2 separate regions of the Sus scrofa genome follow, and region 2 is linked to region 1. A link is a contact called in public HiChIP or PLAC-seq data. All regions are on one chromosome and are shown on one strand. The core of a region is the stretch at or near the end of the contact, and the rest is flanking DNA. Distances in the headings are between cores, read along the strand shown.

What was found. HiChIP or PLAC-seq counts read pairs in DNA pulled down with a chosen protein or histone mark.
Region 2: an H3K27ac HiChIP or PLAC-seq map of alveolar macrophages shows a contact between it and region 1. The contact joins the promoter of ACY3 here to the promoter of ALDH3B1 in region 1. A contact is called at or near these places in 4 of 5 promoter capture datasets (fetal liver, fetal skeletal muscle and liver), 21 of 47 Hi-C or Micro-C datasets (alveolar macrophages, blood, brain and 12 more) and 1 of 2 datasets of contacts at active chromatin or transcription factors (alveolar macrophages).

What each region holds. Positions count from the first base shown.
Region 1 is chr2:4,885,983-4,891,928 of Sscrofa11.1, forward strand. ALDH3B1 (aldehyde dehydrogenase 3 family member B1) reads right to left here and starts at 1,563. Exons shown (of 9, transcript NM_001315593.1): 1 at 1,508-1,563.
Region 2 is chr2:4,931,266-4,936,795 of Sscrofa11.1, forward strand. ACY3 (N-acyl-aromatic-L-amino acid amidohydrolase (carboxylate-forming)) reads left to right here and starts at 1,571. Exons shown (of 9, transcript XM_021083255.1): 1 at 1,571-2,007; 2 at 2,010-2,230; 3 at 2,896-3,129; 4 at 3,733-3,871; 5 at 3,980-4,044; 6 at 4,046-4,079; 7 at 4,262-4,442; 8 at 4,888-5,012. The coding sequence starts at 1,908.

The sequences.
Region 1 (5,946 bases), core at 313-2,812:
GGGGATTCTCTTATTATAATAATAATGACCGAGCGCTGACTGTGCCAGGCACTGTGCCAGCGTGGGTGCCCAAGGTAGGTGCAGCATGGCATTCTGATGGTTCCCCCTGAAGGAAGCTGAGGTCCAGGTCGTGTGGCATTGAGGAGGTGACAGACAGGGTGGGCACTCAGATGAACCGGCTCCAAACATCATTGGGTATCGGGGCCCGAGCCCCACCCCTGCGCCCTGGCCAGTCCCACTGATGAGCTACCTAAAGGCACTGGCCCCGGCTCTTCTCCCAGCCCCCGCCCTGCCTGCTCTCTCGGTGTCTCAGCCTCGGTCTCCCCACTTATACCACAGGCCTGCCAAGCGCACACTCCCTGTCTCAAGTGTCAGGGGTCGCAGGACCTGGCGCCGAATCCTAGCAACTCTGTTTATTAGCCAAGAGGCCTTGGGCAGGTTGCCTGGCCTCTCTGTGGCTCACTTTTCCCGGTGGGGCCGTGGGGATGGTGTCTATCGCGCGGTGCCATGGGGAGAAGACACGGTGGCAGGGCTTGGTGAACGGCTCTGAGTGATGGGTATTCAGACAGGACAGCTGAGCCCAGGGGGCCCCAGGGAGGAGGGCCTGGGGTGGGAACACCAGGAGGTCTTGACCCGGGGTGGACACCAGGAGGCAAGGACCTCAACCTGAGACCCAGGTGGGGACAGGGATGCAGAGCTGGCCAAAGCGACAGATGAGAATGCGGTGGTCTGAGGGTCCAGGGGACCCCGCCCCCCCACCGCCGCCACCAGGCCATCAGAAGGGGAGGTCACAGGTGCCAATACCCAAGGGCCTCTAATTGATCTCCCTCCCTGTAGCCTTAACCTGGATTTTCACAAGGTCTCCCGAACTCTGGGCAGCAGCGCCCTCCCTTCCACTGTGGGGAGCTGGAGGTGAGGTCCCGAGGTGAGCCAGCCCCGGCCCTACCGCAGAGAGGCTCCACCGGAGCTCCTCTGGTATCCATCAGGCCCTCCGCAAGGCGGGCGGCCGGCTAGTCCCTCCCTCCCTCCCGGACCCTGGCAGAGTCCATTCCCAGGAACGGGATCTCTCGGAATCCCTTGCTGCTTAACCCCACCCGCACAGCGGGCACGCGGGGCGAGTGTCCAGGAGATAAGCGTCACCAAACGGATGATTGAGCCCCCAGGGCAGCGGAGGCCAGAGCTGGGGCCCCCGGCTCCCTTACAGGATGTGCTTAACCAGAGGGAGAGGAGGGAGGGCAGCCCAGCTCAGACAAAACAAGGGTGCTGGCAGGCCGAAGGGACTCCGGGGCCTCTCCCCTGCGCCTCCTTCCTCTGCTGGGGCAAAGGGAAGTCCTCCCTCTTTCCCCTTTCTCTCCGGGGGCAGAGAATCTCCGAGAAGACAAAGCTGGTCTCTGTACACAGCTGTGAGTGGCCAGGCCGGCCAGGACTGACAGCAGCCCAGAGTCCCCGAGCCAACAGGTCCCTGACTGCTCCTTGCTACCTCCCCAGCCTCCGCAGAACACCGTACCTGAGTACCTGCCAGGCTGCCCTTCCTCCTGCTTGGCCCTGCTCTGCCCAGCTGCCCTTCCGCTATGAAATGTCTGTGGCTGGGCCAACCCCTGGGCGGGGCTGCCCTGGCCTCGTGCCTGACTTTGACTCTGGGCTGGCTGGAGCCTACGGGCTGAGATTTCACCACCACTTCTCTTAGGGGCCTCTTTCCTGGACCACAGAGAAGGAGTCAGGGCCCAGAGAGGGCCAGCACCAGGTCTTCAGGGAATGCAGAGCTGAGGGGTCCACCCCAGGCTCATGGGAAGGGTCCCAGGCCCAGCCAGAGGTGGAGGAGAGCCCAGGGCAGTGGCCTGGGTATTATGATGTGGCTGGGGACGTGGCCTGGGTTTTATGATGTGGGCTGGGAGCAGTGGCCTGCAGTAGCAGGGAAAGCCCTGCTCCCAAAACGCCCAGTCCTCCGAGCCTCGGCTTCCCATCTACAAAAAGAAGAGGTCAGATGCAAAGATGGCTGGAGGAGTTCCCTCTGTGGTGCAGTGGCTTAAGAACCTGACTGAGAGTTCCTGTTGTGGCTCAGCAGGTTAAGAGCCCTGCTAGTATCCACGAGGATGCAAGTTTGATCCCTGGCCTCGCTCAGTGGGTTAAGGATCCGCGTTGCTGAGGCTATCGTGTATAGGCGGCAGCTGCAGCTCGATTTCGACCCCTAGCCTGGGAACTTCCATAAGCTGCAGGTGTGGCCCTAAAAGAAAAAAAAAAAAAAAAAAAAAAGAATCCAACTGCAGCGCCTTGGGTCACTACGGAAGTGCAGGTTCAATATCCAGCCCAGCGCAGTGGGTTAAAGACCTGGCATTTGCTGGAGCTGTAGCATAGGTTGCAGCTGTGGCTCGGATTGAATCCCTGGCTCGGAACTTTCATGTGCTGCGGGTGTGACCATAAAACTTTTTAAAAAACAAACCCAAGAAAAATAAAGGCAGCTGGAGTCCAGAGGTATGATCTTAGGGCCAGGCCGCCACAGGCTTCGTCCCCTGCCCTCTGCGTGGCTGTGTCCATCAGCACTGCCTCATCTAGCACGAGTCGTAGTGCCTGTCACCCCTGCAACCTGACGTCTTACAGCGAGCAAACAGAGGTCCGGAGAGAGAACAGCACTTGATCACACAGGGCATGAGCAGCAGGCTGGGACCCGCATGGGAAGGCTGTCACTCAGGGTGGGGGCTGTGTGCATCCCCAGATGTCCCCTCCCACCTCCTGGGGACGAGCTCCGCCCTCTGTCTTCTAGGTCAGCTGTTGTGATAAGTGTCGCCATGGAGGTTTCTGTGTGTCTGATCCTCTGCCTTCCCGGCCCCAGCCTGGGCACACCTGTCAGAGCACAAAAGGGGGATGATCCCTGGGCAGGTGCTGGTGTCAGACAGGCAGGCGATTAGGTTACAGGTGTGAGGACAGGCCTATCCTTTGTGCCAGCGCTGCGTGCCTGGTGCCCTGGGCCGCCCTTCCACCTTGGTGCCCCGAGTCTCCTCTGGGCCAGCCGGGCACCTGGGAGATGCTCCTTGCTGCCCCCGCCCTCCCCGCTGCCCTCGCCTACCTGGGAGGGCAGGAGAGCCCTCCTGGCCCACATCTGCTCCGGTAGCCCCTGGAGATGTCAGCCAGTTGGGACAGGGGTGAGGGGCTGCAGAGGCCCCGTCCTCTGTGTGGGATGGAGCCCCCAGCCGCCTTCTGTCACGTGGCCTGACATGTGACAGCCCTGCCCTGCTCTCTGGAGCTGAGCCAGGCAGAGGCAGAGCTGGCGTCAGGCGGGGCTGGGCTGGAGCTGAGCCTGGCAGCTGTCAACCAACAACCGGGCCCAGAGAGGGGCAGCTGCTGACCTAAGGCCACACAGCAAAGCCGAGGTCCTGGTGGGTGGGAGGGGTATTGCAGGGTCCTGAGGGGCCCTTTCTGACGGGGATCCCTCTTGGAAGATTTATCTCTGGACTTGCCACAAATTCAGGAACAGCCTGGGAAGCCCCCGAAGAGGCCTGTCCTCCTGGCACAGGGGTCCTACCCTGGCCTGGGAGTGAAGCTCCCCCAGCCTGAGGGGGCTCTGCCCTTGGGGGGGAATAGGGGCCTGCTCTCCCCTCTCTGGTCCTCATAGCTCAGGGACCTGGGGTTCTATCCTGTCCCAGAGAGCTCGGGAAGTGTGGAGATACTCTTACACTGGCTGTGGGGGTGCCAGGCACTGCTGAGGACCCAGGTGGGGCGGTGGGGCCTGTGTTGGGCAGAGAGCAGGGGTTAGAGGAGGGGGCACGTTTGCCCAGCCAGGCCCTGCCCTTCTGCGGCCCCTCTGGGTTTTAGCCTGGAGAAATCGATAAAAAGATCCTCAATATTCTCACCTTTGGAGTTCCTGCTGCGGCTCAGCGGTAGGAGAGCTGACTAGTATCCGTGAGGACATGGGTTCGATCCCTGGCCTTGCTCAGTGGGTTAAGGATCCAGCATTGCTGTGAGCTGTGGTGTTCTTTACAGACGTGGCTCCGATCTGCTGTGGCTCTGGCGGTGGTGCAGGCTGGCCGCTACAGCTCTGATTTGACCCCCAGCCTGGGAACTTCTGTATGTCACACATGTGGCCCTAAAAAGTGAAAACCGAAAAAAAAAAGATTTTAAACTTTGGCCTCCCTCTTCCAGCAGAGAGGTGGGGGAGGGAGGGCTGGTCGGATCTACAGCTTTATCTGTCCGTCTGTCCATCCATCCATCCATCCCCTCCCTCACCTGGTGAGCCTGGCTCCCAGGGCCTCAGACCCGCCCAAGGGCATCTTACCACGTCACCTGCTGATATAGACTCAAACCAGGCTCCTTAACCCTCCTGCCAGGTGACACTGAGCCAGTCACGGTCCCTCTCTGGGCCCGTGTTCCCCCCCGCATTGGTGTTGACCTACTTCCAGCAGCCCTGTGAGGTGACCTAAGAGCACATCTGGAAGCACCTGGTATGCAGTAGGCACTCAGTAGGTACGAAGGCGTTTCTCCCCCTTCCCCTGCCCTCCCAAGGGAGTGGCCATCCCAGGCCTTGTTCCTGGGCTGCCCCACCTTCCTTGACCCTCTCAGCCATGAAGACAGGACCACCTGTCTCCACCCAGCAGCCACCCTCATGCCAGTGTGACCCTGGGGTGCAGTCAGAGGCCACCAGGGCACAATGCCCGGACACAGTCGGCATTCATTCATGTGCTCACTTAGCAAAGCTTTACGAAGTACCTACTGCATACAGAGCACTGTGCCAAGCACTTGACACAAATTTGCATGAAATTATGGTCCAAGTTTAATAGAGGAGACAAGAGGCTCAGAGAGGGGCAGTGGCCGAGCCAGGGCCACACAGCAGAGAGACAGATGGGGATTCTAGCCCAGAGAGACCCGAGTCCGCAGCCTGCAGCGTTTCCGAGGTGCCCCAAGCCCTGCCTTAGGAGCTGGGTAGGGGTTGCGTGTCTCAGCCGAAAGCAGCATCTGCCGTCCCCTGGACACCTGCTGTGCCAGGGCTGGGCAGGGTCTTTGGCACAGCCCAGCTCAGAGACCGCCTGCCCCCACCCGACCACAGCTAGTGCGGATTATCATCCTGCCGTTTTCAGTTTCGAAAATGGTAACGATTTCGGGTGATCCCGGCGCGGCGCAGCGGAAACGAATCTGACTAGTATCCATGAGGACGCAGGTTCAATCCCTGGCCTCGCCCAGTGGGTTCAGGATCTGGCGTTGCCGTGAGCTGTGGACATGGCTCAGATCTGACGTGGCTGTGGCTCTGGCGCAGGCCGGTGGCTACCGCTCCGATTCGACCCCTAGCCTGGGAACCTCCGTATGCTGCAGGTGCGGCCCTGAAAAGACAAAACAAAACAAAAAAAGGTAACGATTTGCCTCAAGCCCAGGGAGCCGGTGAATGAGCTGTTCACCCCGTGTGCTCTTTTGGACGCGCTGCGGGGATGACCCTTCACATGTCCCCAGAGCTGTTTCAGGGCGTTCAAGTCACGAGCAGTATCTCTCTCCCGTCGGCTTTTCTGCAAGAAACATCTAATCTTCTCATAGTGAGAAAAAAAATGGATCCTATGGTAGAGAAGCTCATTTGACAGTAGTGAGGAGGGTGTGACCGTGGGGGCTTTTGCAGCCAGGATGGAGCAGGAGGCGGCGCTGGCCTTGCTCGGTTCTCAGCCGTGCAGGGCACCTGGGCCGCGTCTGCCTGGGTCTCCGCTGGGCCAGCCTCACAGGCAGTCTCAAGGCTCCCTGAGACTGGTTAAGTCACCAAAACCCCCTTCTGGAAACAAGGAGATGTATCAGCCAGGGTTTAGTGTGAGAGCAGAACCGATCTATGTCTTTTGAGTAAAGGATATTTAGCACGGGGAATTGGGATGGTGAGGGAGCCTGCGGAGAGTCAAAGGCAGGACATGGTATCACCAATTCCCAGAGGGGCAGGGGCAGCCCGGGCTGCTCTGTGGATGCTGGGACCCTGGGGGAGCC
Region 2 (5,530 bases), core at 321-2,820, 45 kb after region 1:
CCCACCCCGAGACACAGTGGGGTCCAGACGCTCATGCGCACTGAGCCAGCATTGGGCCGAGGCCCTGGCTGCAGTTCCCCCTGGCCACACATCTCCCAGAGCTTCCCAGGGCTCTGTCACAGCCCCAAGGTTTGTGACAGCAGCTTCTTCCCATCCAGCAATCATGGCACACTGCTGCCCTGAGGCTCGGGGGTAGTCCTGGGGTCTCTCAGGGCTCAGGGCACCGCTTCAGCCATAGGTGCTGGTTCCACTGTCCAGAGTGGGCCTTTAAGAAAAATAACAATATGGGTAAGTCCTCCTCCCACCCCGACCCTAGGACACCAGGCCAGCAGGGAGGAGGGGCAGGGTGGTTCCGGGGTGCACGGAGGAACAGGCGATGTGATGAGGGCGCTGGGAGGGGCCAGCAGGAGGGGGAGTCAATTGGTCAGGACGGTGGACCACCGGACAGAGGGTCCCAAAGCCACTCCAGAGACCCTGGGTCTGGCTCCCAGCTCACGCGGCTCTCCCGAGACAAGCCTTCCAATTAGATGGGTTGGTCCAGGTCCTGGCCCTCCCGGGCCTCGGTTTCCCCACCTGCAGTGAAGAAGTTGGACCCCGTGGTACTCAGGACGCCGCCACCCTCGGTCACACCAGGGTCTGCTCTGCGCATGCCTGTTCTCCAAGCTTGCCCCACCCTTTGCCCCTCGCTTCTCACGGCTCCCTGGGCCCAGGAGGGAGCCTCGCCCCCATTTCACAGGCAGGAGTCAAGGCCCAGAGAGGGCCACTGACTCTCCCCAAGTCACACAGCCTGTCAGGGAGGGCTGTCAGAGCCAGTGGGGGTTAGGAGCCCCCCCTTTTTTCCATTTTTGGCTGCCCCCAGGCGTATGGCATTCTCAGGCCAGGGATCCTTTTTTGGCTGCTCCTTGGCGTATGGAGTTTCCAGGCCAAGGATCAGATCTGAGCTGCAGTTGCCGCCCTCATCGGATCATGCAACCCGCTGTGCTGGGCTGGGGATCGAACCTACATCTTGGTGCTGCAGAGATGCCACGGATCCCGTTGAGCCACAGTGGGAACTCCCATCTGAAGCTTTAAAGAGTCACTGCAAGTAATTTCCCAAGGCCATGCGCATCTCCCCAGGGAAGCGCCCCCCCCCCCCAGAGGTGCGGATGTTCTGATTCCCAGAGGAGGGGCCAAGGGCAAGGGCGGGAGCCTGGCTGCAAGACCTGGACTCGCTGGCCTATGACAGCTGTGTGAGGTAGAACCAGCAGGGACCCCAGCAGCTCCTCTGGGTGGATTTCAGTCCCCCCCACCCCTATCCCGCCCGTCCCCTCCTCTCCACCAACTCAGCACAAACACTTCCTGCCCTGGGATCTCCTGGCCCATAAATACCCATCAGTCTGGGAGATGCCCAGCTCAGCCCAGGAAGCTGAGACCCTACGGCCCCTCCCTAAGGCCCCAGCACCAGCTCAGAGGAGCACAAGGGATGGGCCGGAGGGAGCCGGAGTCGCCTGGAACCCGACACTCCACAGCCAGCTCCCGTGACACTGCCCGCTCCGCAGCCGCGCCCGCATCCGCATCTGTAAAACAGGAGCACGGCCCTCTGCTAAGGGAGTGCCATCCGTCTCCCCAAGTCTGGGCCCCTTTTCTAAACTTGGAGAAAGAAACTCCTTCTCTCCAAAGGGAGCAGGGAAGTGGTTTCCTAAGATGGGGGTGGGCAGTGCTCACCCGCGAGGGAAGGATGCTAACAGAGGGGCTGCAGGAGGGACCAAGCTGGCACCTGGGCCACTGAGGGGCAGGGGGGACAAAGCCGAGCTGACATCCAGCCACCCTGCCTGGCCTGGGCTCCTCCAGCCTCAGGCAGCTCACCACTGCCAGCCCAGCTCTCTCCGAGGTTGCAGGCCCACCCACCAGTGGCGTCACCTCACACCATGATGGGCTCGCTGCTGGTGCCCTGAGAGGCCCTGCGCCAAGTGGCAGTGACCCCGGGCACCCATGGCAATGAGATGGCCGGGGTCTACCTGACCCAGCACTGCTTCCGGCCCCAGGGGAGCTGCAGAAACCCAGCTTCGCCTCCATGCCTGTGCCAGCCAAGCCAGGGGTCACAGCCATCTGGTGCCAAGTGGGCAGTAACCTTGACCACATCCTCGTCAGCTCCTTCCTCAGGGGGCATTCCTCTGCCTGCAATGCCCATTTCTCCATTTTCAGTTTAGAGAAATCCCGATTGATGCCACCTCCTCCAGGAAGACCTTCCTGATCCCAGGCTGAGATGGGCCCTCCTCTGTGTTCTCTAGACCCTGGGGTTGCCTCAGGTCAGCCCCACCGGCTGTGTTTACCCAACCACTGTTTACACCTGCCTTCAATGGACACTGGCCCAGCGTCTCTCTGAGCCGAGCTCTGGCCAGCTCGGGTGAGAGAATGGGGAATCGAACCAAGGCGCTGTCCTCAGCTTATTGCAAGAGACAGAGGATGGACCCAACAGCCACAAACCAGGAGGCTAAATGCAGAGGTGAGGGCAAGGATATAACTTGGCCAGGGGCAGTCAGGGAAGGCTTCCTGAAGGAGGCGGGATCTCAGCCAAGCCTCAAAGGGTGAGTCTAGGAATTCCCACTGTGCGCAATGGGATCGGTGATGCCTCTGCGGCAACAGGACACAGGTTCAGGACACAGGCCTGGCACCATGGGTTAAAGGATCCAAATCTGATCCCTGGCCCAGGAACTTCTATGCCACAGGGAGGCCGAAAAAGAAAAAAAAGGGGAGGTGAGTATGAATTAACCAGGTGAAGAGAGGAAAGAAGGAGCTTCCAGAGACCGGGCAGCAGGCTCAAGGTTGAAGGTGAGGCCAGCGCGGGGCTTGGAGGTGTGAGAGCTGACAAGGCAGGTGGGCAGGGCCAGGCTGAGGGTTTAGGGCCAGACCTAGGGTTTACGGCGCCCCCATGAGCCCGTAAGCTGCTGCTGCAGGGTCTCAGTGGCTGCCTTCAGCAAGAGGCTGCCTCCCTCTCCACTGAACCTCTGTCACCGACAGAGACCGCTGGTGCCTGCCAGGGCCACTCTGAATGACACATTGGAGATGACAAAGGCCCAAGAAATGAACCGGCTGCTGGGGCTCAGGCTGGGCCTTCTCTTCCTTCTTGCCTTCCTTTCTCTCTCTCTCTTTCTCCCCCCCCCCCGCCCCCGGCTTTCTTCTTTCTTTCTCTTTTTAGGGTCACATGTGCTGTGCATGGAAATTCCCAGGCTAGGGGTTGAACTGGAGCTGTAGCCACCAGCCTACACCACAGCCACTGCCATGCCAGACCTGAGCTGCATCTGTGGCCTACGCTGCAGCTCACGGCAGCACCAGAACCTTAACCCGCTGAGCAAGACCAGGAATCGAACCTGCATCCTCATGGATACCAGCTGGGTTCTTAACCCACTGAGCCACAACAGGAACACCTGGGCCTTCTATTTCATGTGTCTTTCACAACACCACGGCCTCATCTTGGGCGGCACCCACAACGTTTATGCCATGCACCTGTGCCACCACGCCAGGTGGCCCTGGCTCCCCAGAGGACAGCAGAGAAGGGTGCGGAAGGGGGCAGAGGGGATGGTGAGGGCGCCTCCCCTGCTTGGCTTCAATCCCCAGGGCTTGCCACCTGCACGTGCTCCAGGTGGGCATCTGCTGTCCGTCCCCTGGGTCCCCCGCCTGCCCCCCCCAGGAAGGCAGAGGGAGGAGGGTGCGCCCTCCATTCTCTTCCTCCTCATCCCACCCTTGCTTCAGCTGTTTCTCACCCCCGGTCCCAGCTGCAGAGCACTGAACGGTCCTACCCAGGTCCTCCTGCATCATCGACCGGAAGAGGAAAGTTACAGCGCACACTCAGTAGCTAAGAACCGAGGTGTGGGCAGTGACCGCGGGAGAAGTGGGCGTGGCCCAAATAGGCGGGGCCAGAGATGGGCGGGGTCAGGAGCCTTAGGTCTGGAGCGCAGCCTCTCGGGTATCCCCTGACCCCTTTCTTCTCTGTCCTCAGCCCCGGAGCTGGGCGCTCGCCTAGCTGGGGCCAACTTTTTCACCAGGATGAGGGCACTTGTAGCTTGAAGCTCTGGGCTTCATCGACCTGTTCAACCAGGGTGAGGCCCTCGGGAACTTGCTGGGAAACTGAGGCCCAGAGAGGAAAGGGCCTGGCCCAGGGACCAAGGAGGGTCGAGCTCCCAGCATGGCTTTCCTGCCTTTGCGATGGAAGGGCATAGAACCGTGAGCCCCATGAATTCCCACGCACCGAGTCACAGGGTCATCAGCCCCTCAGAATCAGGAGCAGGACAGGAGGCTGGGTCCCCATGTCCACCCCTACTGTCTCCCCGGAATCGCCGCAAGCCGGCCTGGCACCGGCGCCGCAGTGATCCTCAGAGCGCCTGCGGAGGCAGGAGGGGGCTCCTCAGCTGCGTGGACACGCCTCCCTCGCCCCAGAAGGCAGAGGGAGGGAGGGGATTGGGGTAGGTCCGACCCAATTCACCCGCTTAGAGCTGCAAATACAGAACTCTCTCGGAGTTCCCTGGTGGCCTGGCGCTTAAAGGATCTAGCATTGTCACTGCTATGGCTCAGGTCACTGCTGTAGGGCAGCTTCGATCCCTGGCCTTGGAAAAAACGCAAATACAGAACCCCTTCTTTAATTAAACCCTCCAATTAATTCCGCGAGCATATGCACATTAACAGAGAGTCCAGCATCTCCCGCTCCAGGACGCCCCCTCCTCAGAGTTACGGGAACTGGGTAACCCGGCTTCGCCACCTAGCGAGCAGAAGGGGAAGATCGGGCAGCCCACCACTGCTGTTCTGCGTTCTGCCACATGGGGCCGCTGTCGAAACCCCTCCAGGGACCTTTGTGTTCTGCAGTCCCAGGCCGCTGGGCTGTTCCCCAAGCCCCCCTACTGGCCTTCTTAGGTGGGAGGAGCTTCAGAGGGGCCACCCGCTCTGTTGGCACCTGTCCTCCCCCACCTACCGCAAAGTGCTGCCCCTGAGCCCTGTGACCAGCCAGAGCCCCCTCCGGGATGAGCCTTTGTGGGCCAGTAGGGTCCTCAGGTGGGGACATGTCCCCAGGAGCAGAAGTGACCAACCAATGCTGATCCTCTGCAGGGATGAGTTTCTGTCTCAGAGGCCTTCACCTCCTTCCACTGACAGGCCTGCCTGTCACAGGGTAGGCAGAGCCTGGCTCCCAGGGCAAGCAGAACCCCCAGCCGAGGGCACAGCAAAGTATGGGCACAAAAGATAGAAAAATTTTAGGAAGAATTTTTTTTGGCTGCACCGTGGCATGTGGAAGTTCCTGGAACAGGGATCAAACCTGTGCAGTGACAGCACAGAATCCTTAACTCTCTATGCCACAAGGGAACTCCCAGGAAGAACTTGATATTTCAAAAATTTGGTCCAAAGGGCCAAATAACAATCGTAGGAAAAATTAGAACCTGCCTGGATGTTTTTGCTCTTATTACAGCTGCCCATTTTATTTTAGGGGCTAAGTTATTTGTAACAACATGATATGTATAAATGCAATAAAACTCGTTGAGTAATAATAAAAAATAAAGTGTGT